Linked DNA regions of Mus musculus: all the other regions are linked to region 2. Evidence: chromatin contacts called from public HiChIP or PLAC-seq and promoter capture Hi-C data. All regions are on one chromosome and are shown on one strand. The core of a region is the stretch at or near the end of the contact, and the rest is flanking DNA. Distances in the headings are between cores, read along the strand shown.

What was found. HiChIP or PLAC-seq counts read pairs in DNA pulled down with a chosen protein or histone mark. Capture Hi-C pulls out chosen DNA fragments and counts their contacts.
Region 1: a contact with region 2 is called in a promoter capture Hi-C map of liver. The contact joins the promoter of Tsnaxip1 here to the promoter of Ctcf in region 2. A contact is called at or near these places in 21 of 39 promoter capture datasets (the 3T3-L1 cell line, 3T3-L1-derived adipocytes, the C10 cell line and 15 more), 1 of 15 datasets of contacts at CTCF or cohesin (the NIH/3T3 cell line), 17 of 484 Hi-C or Micro-C datasets (B cells, CD4 T cells, CD8 T cells and 9 more), 21 of 115 datasets of contacts at active chromatin or transcription factors (the 230-238 cell line, the SCID.adh cell line, astrocytes and 16 more) and 4 of 9 other capture datasets (adipose tissue, liver, macrophages and 1 more).
Region 3: a contact with region 2 is called in an H3K4me3 HiChIP or PLAC-seq map of the SCID.adh cell line, with 30 read pairs. The contact joins the promoter of Nutf2 here to the promoter of Ctcf in region 2. A contact is called at or near these places in 21 of 39 promoter capture datasets (the 3T3-L1 cell line, 3T3-L1-derived adipocytes, the C10 cell line and 14 more), 1 of 15 datasets of contacts at CTCF or cohesin (embryonic stem cells), 20 of 484 Hi-C or Micro-C datasets (CD4 T cells, the G1E-ER4 cell line, the HPC-7 cell line and 13 more), 36 of 115 datasets of contacts at active chromatin or transcription factors (the 230-238 cell line, CD4 single positive thymocytes, CD8 T cells and 24 more) and 4 of 9 other capture datasets (adipose tissue, liver, macrophages and 1 more).

What each region holds. Positions count from the first base shown.
Region 1 is chr8:105,825,660-105,829,917 of GRCm38.p6, forward strand. Tsnaxip1 (translin-associated factor X (Tsnax) interacting protein 1) reads left to right here and starts at 2,085. Exons shown (of 16, transcript NM_024445.4): 1 at 2,085-2,168. The coding sequence starts at 2,128. Ranbp10 (RAN binding protein 10) reads right to left here and starts at 1,549. Exons shown (of 14, transcript NM_145824.5): 1 at 1,291-1,549; 2 at 419-530. The coding sequence starts at 1,525.
Region 2 is chr8:105,634,295-105,638,611 of GRCm38.p6, forward strand. Ctcf (CCCTC-binding factor) reads left to right here and starts at 2,244. Exons shown (of 12, transcript NM_181322.3): 1 at 2,244-2,426. Gm5914 (predicted gene 5914) reads right to left here and starts at 3,180. Exons shown (of 2, transcript NR_151742.1): 1 at 2,986-3,180.
Region 3 is chr8:105,857,899-105,862,786 of GRCm38.p6, forward strand. Nutf2 (nuclear transport factor 2) reads left to right here and starts at 2,635. Exons shown (of 5, transcript NM_026532.4): 1 at 2,635-2,807.

The DNA.
Region 1 (4,258 bases), core at 835-3,334, 190 kb after region 2:
CGCAGACTCTGCTGTCCCTTTGAAGCTTCCTGATGCCTCTCCTTGTCTCAGTGCCATAAAAAGGAACCTCAACCTCGAAAACAAGGGAAGTCACAAACACCACATGCTAGCAGGGGAAACCCCACTTGCCCTTTGAATTGTTAATGTAACCTTGTTACTTACAACCCCGATCTATGACTATCTAATTACAATACAAAAAAAAGTGCCCTCCGCTCCACCTATAATGTGCCCACTGCTCTCAAAGCCCACTCACTGTTCAGACCAGATCGTGTCTCTAGTCAGAGGAGTGGTAGCCCGGATCCAAGTAGGTCAGCAGGCTAATATCAGTCCCTGATACTAGTTCAGGAGCTTCAAACACTGACAACGGGGAACATCAGTCCTATGTTGAGGAGGGAAAGGGATAGTTAAGTAGGCTTACCCATCTCTTCCTTTGCTGACAATCTTTACTTCAAAATAGTAAATACCACAGGCTGCTGGGATGGGGTGGGTGGCACGTACAGAGGCTGCATCTTTGTGATTTTTGCCATGACCTGATGTAAGAAGCCAAGGAAGGAATGTCAACACCAGAAAAACGCAAATGAAGGCCTCCTTTTTCTCTACGCCATGGTAAATTCAACCCTCCCTGGCCAGAAGAAGTTCTTGTACTCTCTGAGGAATAATAAGACAACTGAGTAAACACTTAAGCCTCCCGCCTTTAGATCATCTCCACCCCAGACCAACAGTCCTGACAGAGATATTGTCCTCCACAACAAACAAAACAAGGTAGATACAGGCAACAGAAGTGTGTGAGAGACACTGAATACTGTTGTCCGTCTCTCCAGAATCCAAACAGCCCAGCCTGGAGCCCAGGGGAAGGAAGTGGCAAAAATGGAAGTCACCAACAACAACTTTAGCACACAGCGCCTAGCCCAGTCCCGGGATGACTGGCAGCCAGGCAGCCCATGCACTTACTGTGGCAATGTTACCACCTCTTTTTGCAAAAAAAAGACTGAAACTAAGCCGTGGTAAAGGGCCTAGCATAAATTGGAGCCAGCTCAGGAAAGAAGGGTGGCCCTGAAGTGGAAGGTCCTGTCTAGTTTTGGACATTTAATGCAGTTGTCTCTGAGTCTAATATTTAGGAACAGAGCAAAGGAAGCAGGGTAAACCCCGGCCTGACCAACCCCTCTACTCTGGACGTTCCGCTGGGCTAAGGCCCAACTCTCAGAAAACCCGGGCAAAGAAAGGGAAAATGGGCACAGCCTCCCTGCAGACGCAGTAAACTTGTCTCCCAGCGGCCAGACCCGCTGATACCTTTGTAATGGACACGGAGGTTTCCCTGGGAGAGGCCGATGTAGTTGTACTTGTCCTTGGGGCTCCAGGAGCGCGGCAGCGGCGTCTCGTGCTGATTAACCGCAGGGTACAAGCGCTGCAGGCGCCGACTCAGTTCCTGCTCTCCAGGTGACGGTAGCCCGCCCCCGGAGTCCCCACCGGAGGAGTCCCCAGCCTGCGGGTTCCCAGCTCCCGGGTCTGCCGTCGCCGCCGCCATCTTGGAGGGAGCTGCTATTGTGTCACTGGGGGCGGGGAGGAGTGCAACCAGATTTGCCTTGCTCAGCCAATGGGCCGTGAGCATCCCAGGGTCGTAGGGAAACTGAGTCCGAGTCCCGGCAACCTTTCTCTGGACACTACTATACTTCGCCAGATTTAGACTACATATCCCACAATGCATAGCGCTGTAGAAGCCGGCCAACGAGGGTTCCTGGAGAACTTCGGAAGATGTAGTACATCACTGCTCACTCACAAGCCAGTACAACGAAGACTCCGAACCACTGAGAACTACCATTCCCGACTGGCCAAGTGGCCAGACCTCGAAGCTCGCCTTCCTCGTCCACGGTCTCACTTTATTCTTCTGCCTCAGTTCTGTAGCTAATATCAAATTTGCTGTATTGACTGGTTCTCAGAATACCCCATCCCCAGCTCCAGGTCTACTTTTACTGCTTGGCCTTTCTCCAGAGTGCTCACGGGGGCGGGGGCTGGAGGCGTGGCTCAACTGTGAGCCCGCCCTCAACGCAGAGGCTGCTGGGGTCTGGTCCCTATGGCAACGGACTGTACACTACCGCAACGGCTCAATCCTGCATCTGCTCCAAAGTCATGGCCAACCTACAGGAGCGTAAAAGTTTCTCCAAGCCAAGGTAGCACCTGGCCGGGCTGAGGGCGGGGAAGACTTGAATATTTCCAAAAAGAAAAATGACACTGATTCCGATCGCTGCACTGTCTGTTCTTTGGGTAGGACTTCAGCGCCGCAGAATCAGCGATACAGTTGTAATAGAATTGGGGCTGACTCGTCAGTCCAGTAAGAACGTTACAAGCTGCCAAAAGTGCAGGTGTACTTTATCGTAGATAGATGATCTTAGCTAGACACTAAAAAACGAAGTGCCTTATTATAATTATATGTGAAATTCTCACAACTCCTGTTTATAAGAAGCATTCAGTTTCCCACCTGCTCATTCCCAGTAGTGGAAGAAGGGCGAGAGAGGTGATTTCATTCTCAACTCTAATCTTTCAAGGTCTGCTGCCTTGGTAGAAAAAGGCTACAAAAGGACAGCCTGTTGAACAGTGAGAGTTGCAGGACAGTCAGGGCTATATGGAGAGACCCATCTTAAAATAAATGAATTAAAATAATAATAATAAGCCTACAGAGGTTCCAAGGACAGAAAATACCAATGTTATGATTGTCCCTGAAGGAAAAAAAAAGTCTCCGAGAAACAGGCAGCAGCAGGTTGAAAGAGACAACTGTTTCCCATCAAAGGCATAATCCAGGAAAATTACTGTCTATGAAAAAATATGTAATAGGGCTGGGGCTGTAGCTAGAACATGCCAGGACCTGGTTTGATCCCCAGCAACACACAGAATATGAAACAGACTCAGAATCTTCATTCATTAGGAAGGGAGCACAATGTAGTTTTTATAAGCTGAGTTTGATGGTTATGTGACATATTAATTCACAGTTCATGTAGTGACACACTGTTTCCCTTATAGAGATGCAGTGTGGGTTTTCTCCCTCAGACGTTAGAGAGGGTCAACAAGATGGACAGATCAGAGCTTAGCACAGTAGAATGTAAGCAGAACCTGATAAAAGAGACCTTAGAGTTTTATATTTCCTTGGAGAATGTTTCTCCTCCTATGTATGGGCTTTTCTCCCTTTGTTCTCATATCCCTGCTTGCTACTTTAATGGGTTGTCTGTGAAGGTCATTCAATACTAGGAAATTCTCCTGAGCACACATTGCCTGCAGCCATTTATAACACCGAGTTTTCACCACCATTGAGATATAAATGTAAATATTTTGCATTCCTCCTTGAGGTTTGGTGTTAAATCACTTTTTAAAAAATAGGAGTCTAGGTTGTGTGGTGATGGCGCACGCCTTTGAACCCAGCACTTGGGAGGCAGAGGCAGGCAGATTTCTGAGTTCGAGGCCAGCCTGGTCTACAGAGTTACAGAGTGAGTTCCAAGACAGCCAGGACTATACAGAGAAACCCTCTCTTGAAAAACCAAAAAAAAAAAAAAAAAAAAAAAAGGAGTCAAGGGGGCTGGAGAGATGGCTCAGTGGTTAAGAGCACTGACTGCTCTTCCAGAGGTCCTGAGTTCAATTCCCAGCAACCCCATGGTGGTTCACAACCATCTGTCATGAGATCTGATGCCCTCTTCTGGTGTGTCTGAAGACAGCTACAGTGTACTCATAAAATAAATGTTTAAATAAATAAATAAATAAATAAAAATGGGAGCCTAGATGGGCAGTAGTGGCACATGGCACTTGGAAGGCAGGGGCACGAGAATCTCTGAATTCAAGGCCGGCTTGGTCTCATAGAGAAACATGTCTTGAACACACACACATACACACACACACACACACACACACACACGCCTGAGAGATAAGTCAGCAGGTTAAGGATTGCCTGGTTCCCTTAATCTGATCCCCAGATCCCACATGGTAGAAGGACAAAAGTCATACCAACAAGTTGTCCTTTAATCTCCCCTGGACCCTATGGCTCACACATTAATACTCACAGAAAGAAAAGAAGGAAGAAAGAGAGGAAAAAGAAAACTTGGGGCTTGAGGAGGCTGCAGAGATGACTCAGCAGGTAAGCTCTTTCAGAAGACCTGAGTTTGACTCCCAGTGTCCACATCAGGTGGTTCACAACCACCTGTAATTCCAGCTACAGGGAGATCTGACATCTCTTGTGTCTGTGGACACCTGCACTCATGTACACACACAGATAACA
Region 2 (4,317 bases), core at 994-3,493:
CTAACTCAGGTTTCTTCCCTCCTACATTTGCACACCCCTGCATACCCCTTCACCTCGTTACCCTTATAATCAATGGGGCCTTCCTTTCCAAGGCCATTTCTCCTGGTTCTCATACATCCTCCCGCCAATTTCAGTCTTTTAAGGTCAAGCAAGCTTCCCTTTCCCTGCATCACTTCTGATAGTTCATAAAAATGCTTGGGAATAATAGCATCCTTTTTTTTTTTTTTTTTTTTTTTTTTTTTTTGAGACAGGGTTTCTCTGTATATCCTTGGCTGTCCTCGAACTCATGCTGTAGACCAGGCTGGCCTCGAACTCAGAAATCCTCCTGCCTCTGCCTCCCAAGTGCTGAGATTAAAGGCATGTGCCACCATTGTCTGGCAATATCATCTCTTTTAGTTAGGTTGTGTGTGTGTGTGTGTGTGTGTGTGTGTGTGTGTGTGTGTGTGTGACGGGTTTCTCTGTGTAGCACTGGCTATAAGTAACTCTGTAGAACAGGCTGGCTTTAAACTCAAAGTGATCTGGCTGCCTCTATCTCCCAAGTGTTAGGATTAAATGTGTAAGCCATCACCACTTGACCCCCTCTACCACCTTTTAAAACATCCCCAGAGTTGAGATGATGCTCAAGGGCAGAGACCATGGCTTTGGGTTGGATTCATACCGCCCAAAGGGAGACAGAACAAAACTCCCCCCTGACCTCACATCCTTCTGCACCTATTCCCCAATGTCTGCTCTACCCACAGCAGAACTCAGGCTGCCTTCATGCACTGTCTCTATTTCCTTACTCTCCTGTTTACTTTTTAACCCATTCTACTCAGGTTAACCTCTTCAGTTAATCCATATGAGTCAAGCTAAAGTCACCATGATCTTTCCCAGCTATCTCCAAGGTAATAAACTCAATAGCTAAGCCTCTGGCTGAACTGTACCGGAACTCTCAGCATCTGAAAACCAGAAACCTCTCTTCCTGCCTCAAACTTACTTCTGGTCTTGGATTCTACAATCCAACAGTCTAGACTTGTCTTTCTGTTTACTTCCTTGTCTATTATCCTCTTTCTAATCTTGGACTTTCTCTTCTATCTTTCCTCTAAGTCCAGTCATGGAGGGAAGCTCCACAACAGTGGGTGAATGGACTCAAGATGTTTAAACACATTTGCCTTAGTTACTGACATCTGAACAGTGGGATCTTACATGCTTCTAACTTTCCGATTCTTTTGGGGGGAATAAACAATATCTATTGATAATGGACCAGCATACCCACAACACAGCCCAGATGTATATGAATAGGGCAGAAGCTTGCTGCCAGGTGCATTTGTTATCCAAACAGCTAAAGCAAGAGAACTGGGACTACAATCCCGAGTCACATTCCAAGGCTATGGGGGGCGGGGAGAGAAGATGATTAGAACACCTGCCAATAGGGTCTTCCCGGGAAAGGGAAGGGATTAAGTACCACCGACTGGGAACCGAAATAAAAAGAACAGTCTTAAAAACTTAGACGTTCACGGTGCCAAATACAGCTAAACACGACTGCTGTGGTGTGGTCTGCTATATCTCCGGACTGAGGTGACTCTGTCCCGATTCTCTTAATTTCACATTCGGTTTTCTAAGGCCCTTTTCTTGGGAGGAAGACTACTAAGATCCCCGGGCGAAGCCCCTAGCAGTCGATCTTGAGCACTGGGCAAGTGTCGGAGAAGTGAGAGAGTGCGGGAACTCACTGCATTTGACTCGGCGGCGGGACAGGGTGCAGAGCTAACCCCGGGTGGGAGGAGACCGGGCAGGGTAGAACCCTGGCGCTTCCTCAACCCCCACGGCCCCAGCCCCGCGCGCTTACTTCAGCTCCCCGTCGTCCTCCCGCCCTTCGCAGCTTGGAGGGAAAATGAGCGAGCTAAGGAAATCAGGGCAACTAGGCGGAGACCCGATCGCCCAGAAGCCGCCAGCCTCCGCCCAGGGAAGCCCCACCCCAATGGGAACCAGGCCGCCTCCGCGCCGCCGGCAGAGCCCACGCGCGACCCGGCGAGGGCGCGGGAGGGCGCGTGCGGCGTGACGCCGCGCCTCGCGGCGCATCCCCGTGACGCCATCGCGCCGGCTTTTGAAAGTTGGCGCCCGGGGCCGCCTCCCATGCTGCCCTGCGCCAACCCCTCCCCTCACCTTTCCTCCCCCGCCCTCGTCGCCGCCGGCCGGCCCCCCCCACCCGACTCTTCCCTTATCAGCACCCGCGGCCCCGGCAGCGCCGACGCAGGCGCACTGCACCGCGCCGCCGCCATTTTGTGTCCGAGCCTGTGGAGCGATTAAACCGTGCGCGGAGCTGCTTCTTTGGCGGCAGCGGCGACCAGCAGCAGCCGGTGCGGGCGCGCGGAGCCGGCCGGGGACGCCAGGTGGCCGGAGCGGTGGAGCGGCGGCGGAGCGGGCGCCGCGGGGGGTGTGGCGCGAAGGTAAAGGGGGCCCGGGGTGGAGGAGGTTTCGCGGGCCGCCTCTAGGTGTCACGATGGGGCCGCTCCGGTCGGCGCTGGCTGCAGCCCGGCGCCAGCGCCAGCGCCGCCGCCGGGGGGTGTTTGTCTCCCTCTACCGTCCCTGCTGCGGCGCGGCCGCCGCCATTGCCCGGCGCCGCCGCCAGGGCCTGGCCAACCCCCTCCACGCCCGCCCGCCCGCCCGCTAAGCTTCCCTCCTCCCAACATGGTAGGCCTCTGGCGGCGGTGGCGACAGAGGCCTGCGCGCTCGGCGACTCCATTTTCCTTCCTTTGTCTCTACCCTCGAGGCCGGCTTTTGGCCCGGCTGATCTTCGGGCCACGGCCCGCCCTCTGCCCCTCCCGCGACGGATACCCCTTACCGAGTCTGGACCCTCTGAGGCTCGGTTGCCGCCGCTTGCTTCGCCTAGGGGTTCTGAACCCTCGGCCGGCCGCTTAGCCAGGTCCCGGAACCGTGTGGGTGTCGGGTCCCGACCGACGCGCCTCAGACTCCCCATCTTCAAGTCCAGCCGGTCCCGGAACCTACCCGATCTCCCTGCGTTGCTTCTCCAGCAGCTGGGGTGCTCTCTAGTCTCTCGTAGTCCGATCGTCCCCGCTGCCGGTCTCCGTCGCCGCCGAGTGTCGCAGGCGGCGCTGCTGTGGCTGCGAGCAGAGGGGACCCCTGAGCTGCCGAGAGCTCCCTCTGCAAGGCTGGCTGAGCTGCTCGCGCCTCGACGCCGCCCGAGCGGGCGGGGGAACGCGCGCTCGCCGCCCCCGCCGGGCCCCGCTGCGCCCCCAAACTCACGCCAGGGCATCGCGCGGGACCCGACCGGTGCGGCCCCCAATGGTGCGCGGAAAAAGACACGAATTCCTGCACCAAAGTAGTTTTTCTCCAGCTGTATTCGCACTCTTTCAGCCCCTTGAAACGATAGCAGTCAGACTTGGTGCGCTCAGAAATCTCAAAAGGGACTGAAACTTAATTTCACTCTCATCTCAAGTGATGTGATAAACTCATAAATTCGGGAGCATGGGCTGGTTGCGATGGTACAGGCGACGCTGGAGTTTGCCTCCTATTTAAAATGTCCTGACGCTAACTTTGCACTCCACTTAGGACCTGATGCTCTAGGGCTAGGCTAAGACAGTTCAGCCCCTCTCTAGAGATCGTGCAAACCGATCTAATGCGCCAATAGGGTAGAATGAACTTATTCATGACTGGACTGGTAATTTGACTGTTGGATGAAATGTGAGGGTTGATGTTGTAATTGGATCCTGGGTCACTTGCAGCAGATGGTTTATAAATTTCTGTGCCTAATGTAACTACTCTTTAGTATCTGACTTCCTGTATTGAGTTTAGCATTAAGTAAACATTAGCAAAGAGACTTAATACTTTTTTGGAGTTTAGATCAACTAAGAAAGCTAAAATTCCAAGGCATCCATAGGCAGGAAAAGAAATTAAACAGGGTATTTATCCTGGCATTAAGTCTTTTGCATTTAAAAGCTTCCTTTGATAAACTGCTGGAGTAACCTTTTCGTACCCACTCTAACACGGATTTTCTTTTTTTTTTTTTGGTTTTTCGAGACAGGGTTTCTCTGTATAGCCCTGGCTGCCTTGGAGCTCACTTTGTAGACCAGGCTGGCCTCGAACTCAGAATCCGCCTGCCTCTGCCTCCCGAGTGCTGGGATAAAAGCCTTTCCCCACCACGCTTAACACGGATTTTCTTACCAATTAGCCACTGATGTGTGGCTTAGGTTCTTAAGAAAAAAATCTAGGTTGACATTTTCAGAAAGAAAAGATAATGAGGTGCTTTAACACACCAACACACACACACAAACACACTGTCTCTCTAGCTCTGGCTGTCCTTGGAGCTCTGCAGACCAG
Region 3 (4,888 bases), core at 1,385-3,884, 220 kb after region 2:
TGTAGCCCTGGGTAGTCTGGAACTCACTTGGTAGGCCAGGCTGGCCTCAAACTCAGAGATGTACCTGTCTCTGACTGAGATTAAAAGTGTGCACCACCATGCTGGGCTTAATTTCGTTCTTGAATTCTCATCTACAGTTGAAGTTTGTTTACTATCTCACCTCTTGGGACGTGTAGTGTCTGGAACACATGTGGATGTAATTAACAAACCAGTGAAGTCCAGAGCTAGAAGCAGCCTCGGCTCTTTCAGGCACCAGCGACTTGTTACAGATACATTCATTCCCGTATACCTTCATTGTGAAAGAGGTAGGTGAGCAGAGGGCATTAAGGAATTGGTTTGTAATCCCTACACTGGTTTGGCTGCCTCAGTTTTTAGATTGGACATTGGACAGGTAAGATGGCATTTTTATCTGTAGTTGTAAGTAATTCAGCTCAAAGCTAATGGGGAGACCTGAGTGACTTTTTTTGTTTTTTCGAGACAGGGTTTCTCTGTATAGCCCTGGCTGTTCTGGAATTCACTTTGTAGACCAGGCTGGCCTCAAACTCAGAAATCCAACTGCCTCTGCCTCCCAAGTGCTGGGATTAAAGGTATGTGCCACCCACGCCCAGCAGGATGTACTCTTTAACTATTGATTCATCTTTGTAGCTCTGTAGATGCCTTTTAACATTACCTGTTTCTGTGACTGTTGGGACATGCGTGTACTCTACCTCCTTAGGCTCTGGCTCTGTTAAACTTGACTATGACTGTAAGCTGGAGTGAACCCAAGACACCAGGGTCTACTTCCCTTTTTGTCCTTTGGCTCTGAGTTGGGAAATGGGTCTTGAGAAAGCTGCAGTATTAGCCAAGCATGGTCGAGCACGCCTTTAATCCCAGCACTCAGGAGGCAGAGGCAGACGGATTTCTGAGGCCAACCTGGTCTACAGAGTGAGCTCCAGGATAGCCAGGGCTACACAGAGAAACCCTGTCTAGAAAAAAACCAAACCAACCAACCAAATAAACAAACAAAAAGAAAGCTGCTGTATGTGCTGTATAGGTGCCCAGTTTAGGAAGAAGCTACATCGGCCTCTTAGGGTTAGCTCTGGCTTGTGATCAGGTGGTGAAAACACAGCAGTGTATTTTCAGGCTACCAACCAATACCCTTCCCTTAGAATGGGGGCTTCTCTCTCCAGCCTGTCCTTGAGTTCCTGGTCTTCCAAAGAACAGATGCTGTCACCTTGGTTCTTTTGAACCCATTAGCAACATTCCTTGGATCCTTCATCCTGTCTCATGATTTGCTTGTGTTTTGTTTTCTTGGTGGGGTCAGGCTCCTGATGTGTCGCCAACAGGGTAACATGGAGTTCTTAGTGACCAAGCAAAGTGGTCTGGATAGACAGAGGATTTTTTTTCTCTTTTTTTTTTTTTTTTGGTTTGTTTTGTTTTTCGAGACAGGGTTTCTCTGTCTCCTGGAAGTCCTGGAGCTCACTCTTTAGACCAGGCTGGCCTTGAACTCAGAAATCTGCTGTCTCTGCCTCCCAAGTGCAGAGATTAAAGGCACGTGCCACCACTGCCCAGTTTAGACAGGGGCTTTAATCAAGAAGCTTAGCCTGGTTTTATCAGTCATCTCCAGGAGGTGGGGTGAGGCTAAGAGGGCAAAACAGAAGTATTAAAGAGTCTTCTGACTAGGAAGATAGGGGTGTTTGCAGCCATTTTCCTTTTCTGTGGTTCTGTGGGTTGGTAGCAGAGCCATTTGCCCAGCACAGGCGGGACGGAGAGGCGTTACTTCAAATATTTGTGTCACCCAGGAAACTGAAAAGGATATTGAAAGTAAAGGGGAAGGGGTGGGAAGATTATTTACAGTCTGGCCATTTAGGAAAATTACGTTTCGCCAGTTATCTTTCAATAAAAATTAAAGTTGGAAGGTGAGCTGGCTCCGTGGGTCGCTAAACCTGAGAGAATCTGATTTCAAGGCCCCCATGGTGGAAGAACTGACTCCAGAAAGCTGCTTCTCTCCTCCACACCCATGTCGTGGCTCATCCCTCCTCAACACAAATAAACAAACAAAAATAGTTGCCCTGTCTGCTCCAACAAAACAAGTAAACCTGGAAATCAAAAAAAGAAAACCCTCACGATTCTGTTTTTAAAAATACCTCTCTGTACACGTGAGGTTAACCTCTCCAACTATGGGCCCACCTTAGATGAGTGTTTAGAGTTTCAATAAAAACCTAGTTACCTTCCAACCAACTTTGGGATAAGTGGCTTCCTCTGAGACACAGCTAACTCATTGAACAAGAGAGGAGTGGGTTTCGCCCCCGTGGGTTGATGCTAGAGGAGCAGAGCTGGTAGCCAGGGCGCCTAAAGGGAGTAGGCTTTGGACTAGGGGCCTAGGGAGGGGCTGCTGGGACAAGCCAGCCAGCTCCAAGCTAAACCAGGCTCCCATGGAGGCGGGGTCAGGCTCCATAGGCCACATACACTTAGGCGGGGCCAAGCCAGCTGGGACCCAGCTACAACCGAGACCTGATCCTTGCCTGGCGCCAACTCCGTGTTCCAGAGGCTTCCGCTAGACCACAATTCTCAGGGGCTCACCCGGACCGCCTCCCTCCCTAACTTAGCCTCTCCTCCCGCGCTGCGAGCCGTGGCTGCGCCTCTGCGAATGGCATTCTGGGAAATGTAGTTCTAGCTAAGCTCACTAAGGCGTATAAGGAGCATACTGGGACTACGTTTCCCTGAGTGCAGCGGGACGGGCGAGGGAAGGCAAGGGGGAAGGGACAGTCGGTCGCAGACCGCGCTGGGTTGCCGCCGCCGCTGCCGCCATCGTGCCAGCCCCACGGGTGAGTGTTGGGGCCAGCGCTCCGGGGCGGGGGCTGGGCCGCAGGAGCCGCGCTCTAGGCCGCCGGGAGCTTCTGCTTCGAGGCCCTGGGAGGCCCCTCCCCTCTTCACACCCCCACGGCGGCCCGAAGAGGCACGGGGCCCGCACCATGTGTCGCGCGCGGCTCCGCCTACCGCGGATTGTCTGCGGCCGCGGCCCGGGGAATGCTGAGAGCCTGATGGACGGCTGTCCGGGCCACCCTGTGTCTTGGCTGATGGCCAGATCTTTTTCTTTTGTCCGGACGATCAGGATAGCTCTCAGGGCCCGGCCCTGTGTGGCCTTGCCTGGCTTGCTCGAATCCTGCAACCTCTGCAGGCAGGTTGGCGGGCCGATCCCAGACCCACGTCCCACCACCCGCCGGCGAAGATCCGGGGATGGGCAACGCCACCCAGCTCGCTCCAGAGCCAGCATGGGTAAGGGTGGCCCTCCTGCCGCTGCTGGGGCTTGGGACCATTGCCCGGTTCCAAACCATAGCCCGGCTAGGATGTAGGTGAACGCTTCTCTGCTTGATTGCCTGCTGGGAGTGCACGAAACTTAACCTCTACCTCGGTAGAACCGGTGCTGCAGTGTCCAGCATGGAGGACAAGGGCAGGGATTCTGGGGTGGGAGGGGATGCCTCGTGGGACTTTACCTCTAGCTAGTCCTGGAAAATAAGGACCTAGTATCTTTGGAGAGGCAGCTCCAATCTTATCCATGACTAGACTCCAGCTCTGGGGTGGGTTGTGTGAGCCTCCAGTGTTTTTGTTAGATTTCTCAGTCAGGGCCCAATTCTAAAGTACGTTAGAACCTCCTAGAGTTAGCAGGAAGATGACTCCTTACTGAAGTGATGAGGTCGGATTTAATTCATGAAGAAATGGACTCCATGCTTGAGGTTTTTGAGCCCAGAGAAGGTGGAAGGGGCCTTGTGCCTATGGCACTGGCTTAGACTGTTTTTGCCTTTTGAAGTTGTTTTGTAGATCTAGAACTAGAAGTCACGATGTCTGCTTTCTCTTCACGTGTGCTAGGGCTGCCTGTGAACAGTCAAGAAGCTGGATGGGTCTAGAGAAAGTACCTTAGCAATGGCACCTCAGGTCATCCATCACCTTGAATTCCTGGAGATGTAGTGTATTTGACTAGTTACTAGTAGGCAGGCTTTGAGAATGCACTTCTGTTTTGAGTGATGATTAGGAACTAGTGGAGAAAAGCTCCCAGGACTTGGCAGAAAGCATCTCTTGTCAGGTTGAATTCTCTGGTCTGTTGCTGGCTTCTGTGTCACAGTTCTTAAAAGGCCTAAGAGGTCCCAGAGACCTGGGCAAGCAGAGTGCCCAGTCTCTTAGGATGACTGACTTAGGGCCAGAAAGCTGAAAGCCACTATCTTTAGCGCCCCCTGCTCCCTGAATATTTCCTCAGTACTGTTGCTCTGGCTTTCACTTGATTTTTTTTTTCCCCCTCCAGTACAGTTCTCTGTCCAGTCATTCTCCCTAGTCAAAGGCCACAAGCAAATTGCTCAGCTCTCACCAGGGCCTACCTTCTATGGACTGACTCAGCTTCTTAATCTCTATTATAGCTGTTAAGCACATGGAAGTAAGGCTTAGCCAATAGGCTCTGGAGAGACTCCCTGGTGTGCTAAGCTAAGCAGTTGGGAAGGACTATCCACAGAACATAAAAGGTCAAAGAAGTAGGAGCCACTTGGAACTAAAAGCAGCTATTTCCACACTTTTTTTGGAGACAGGGATGTAACTCAGTTGATAGATTTCTTGTTTGATCACTAGCACTGAATAAACTGGGTATGGTGGTACAAGCTTGCAGTCCAGTTTACTTACCTACCATCATAGAGGTAGGAACATGAGGATCACAAGTTACATCTTCAGCTGCATGGGAAATTCAAGGTCAGCCTGGGATACATGAGACCCCGCCTCAAAGAACTAAAACCAACTCCAGCTTGTCTCAGTTTTAGATGAGTTGTGTTTATGGCTGTAGATCAGCTTGCATATTCCAAGCTTTTGGGTGGTGTGTGCAGAGGAGATATCTCTCTCCCTCTCCCTCTCCCCTCTTTTCATAGTG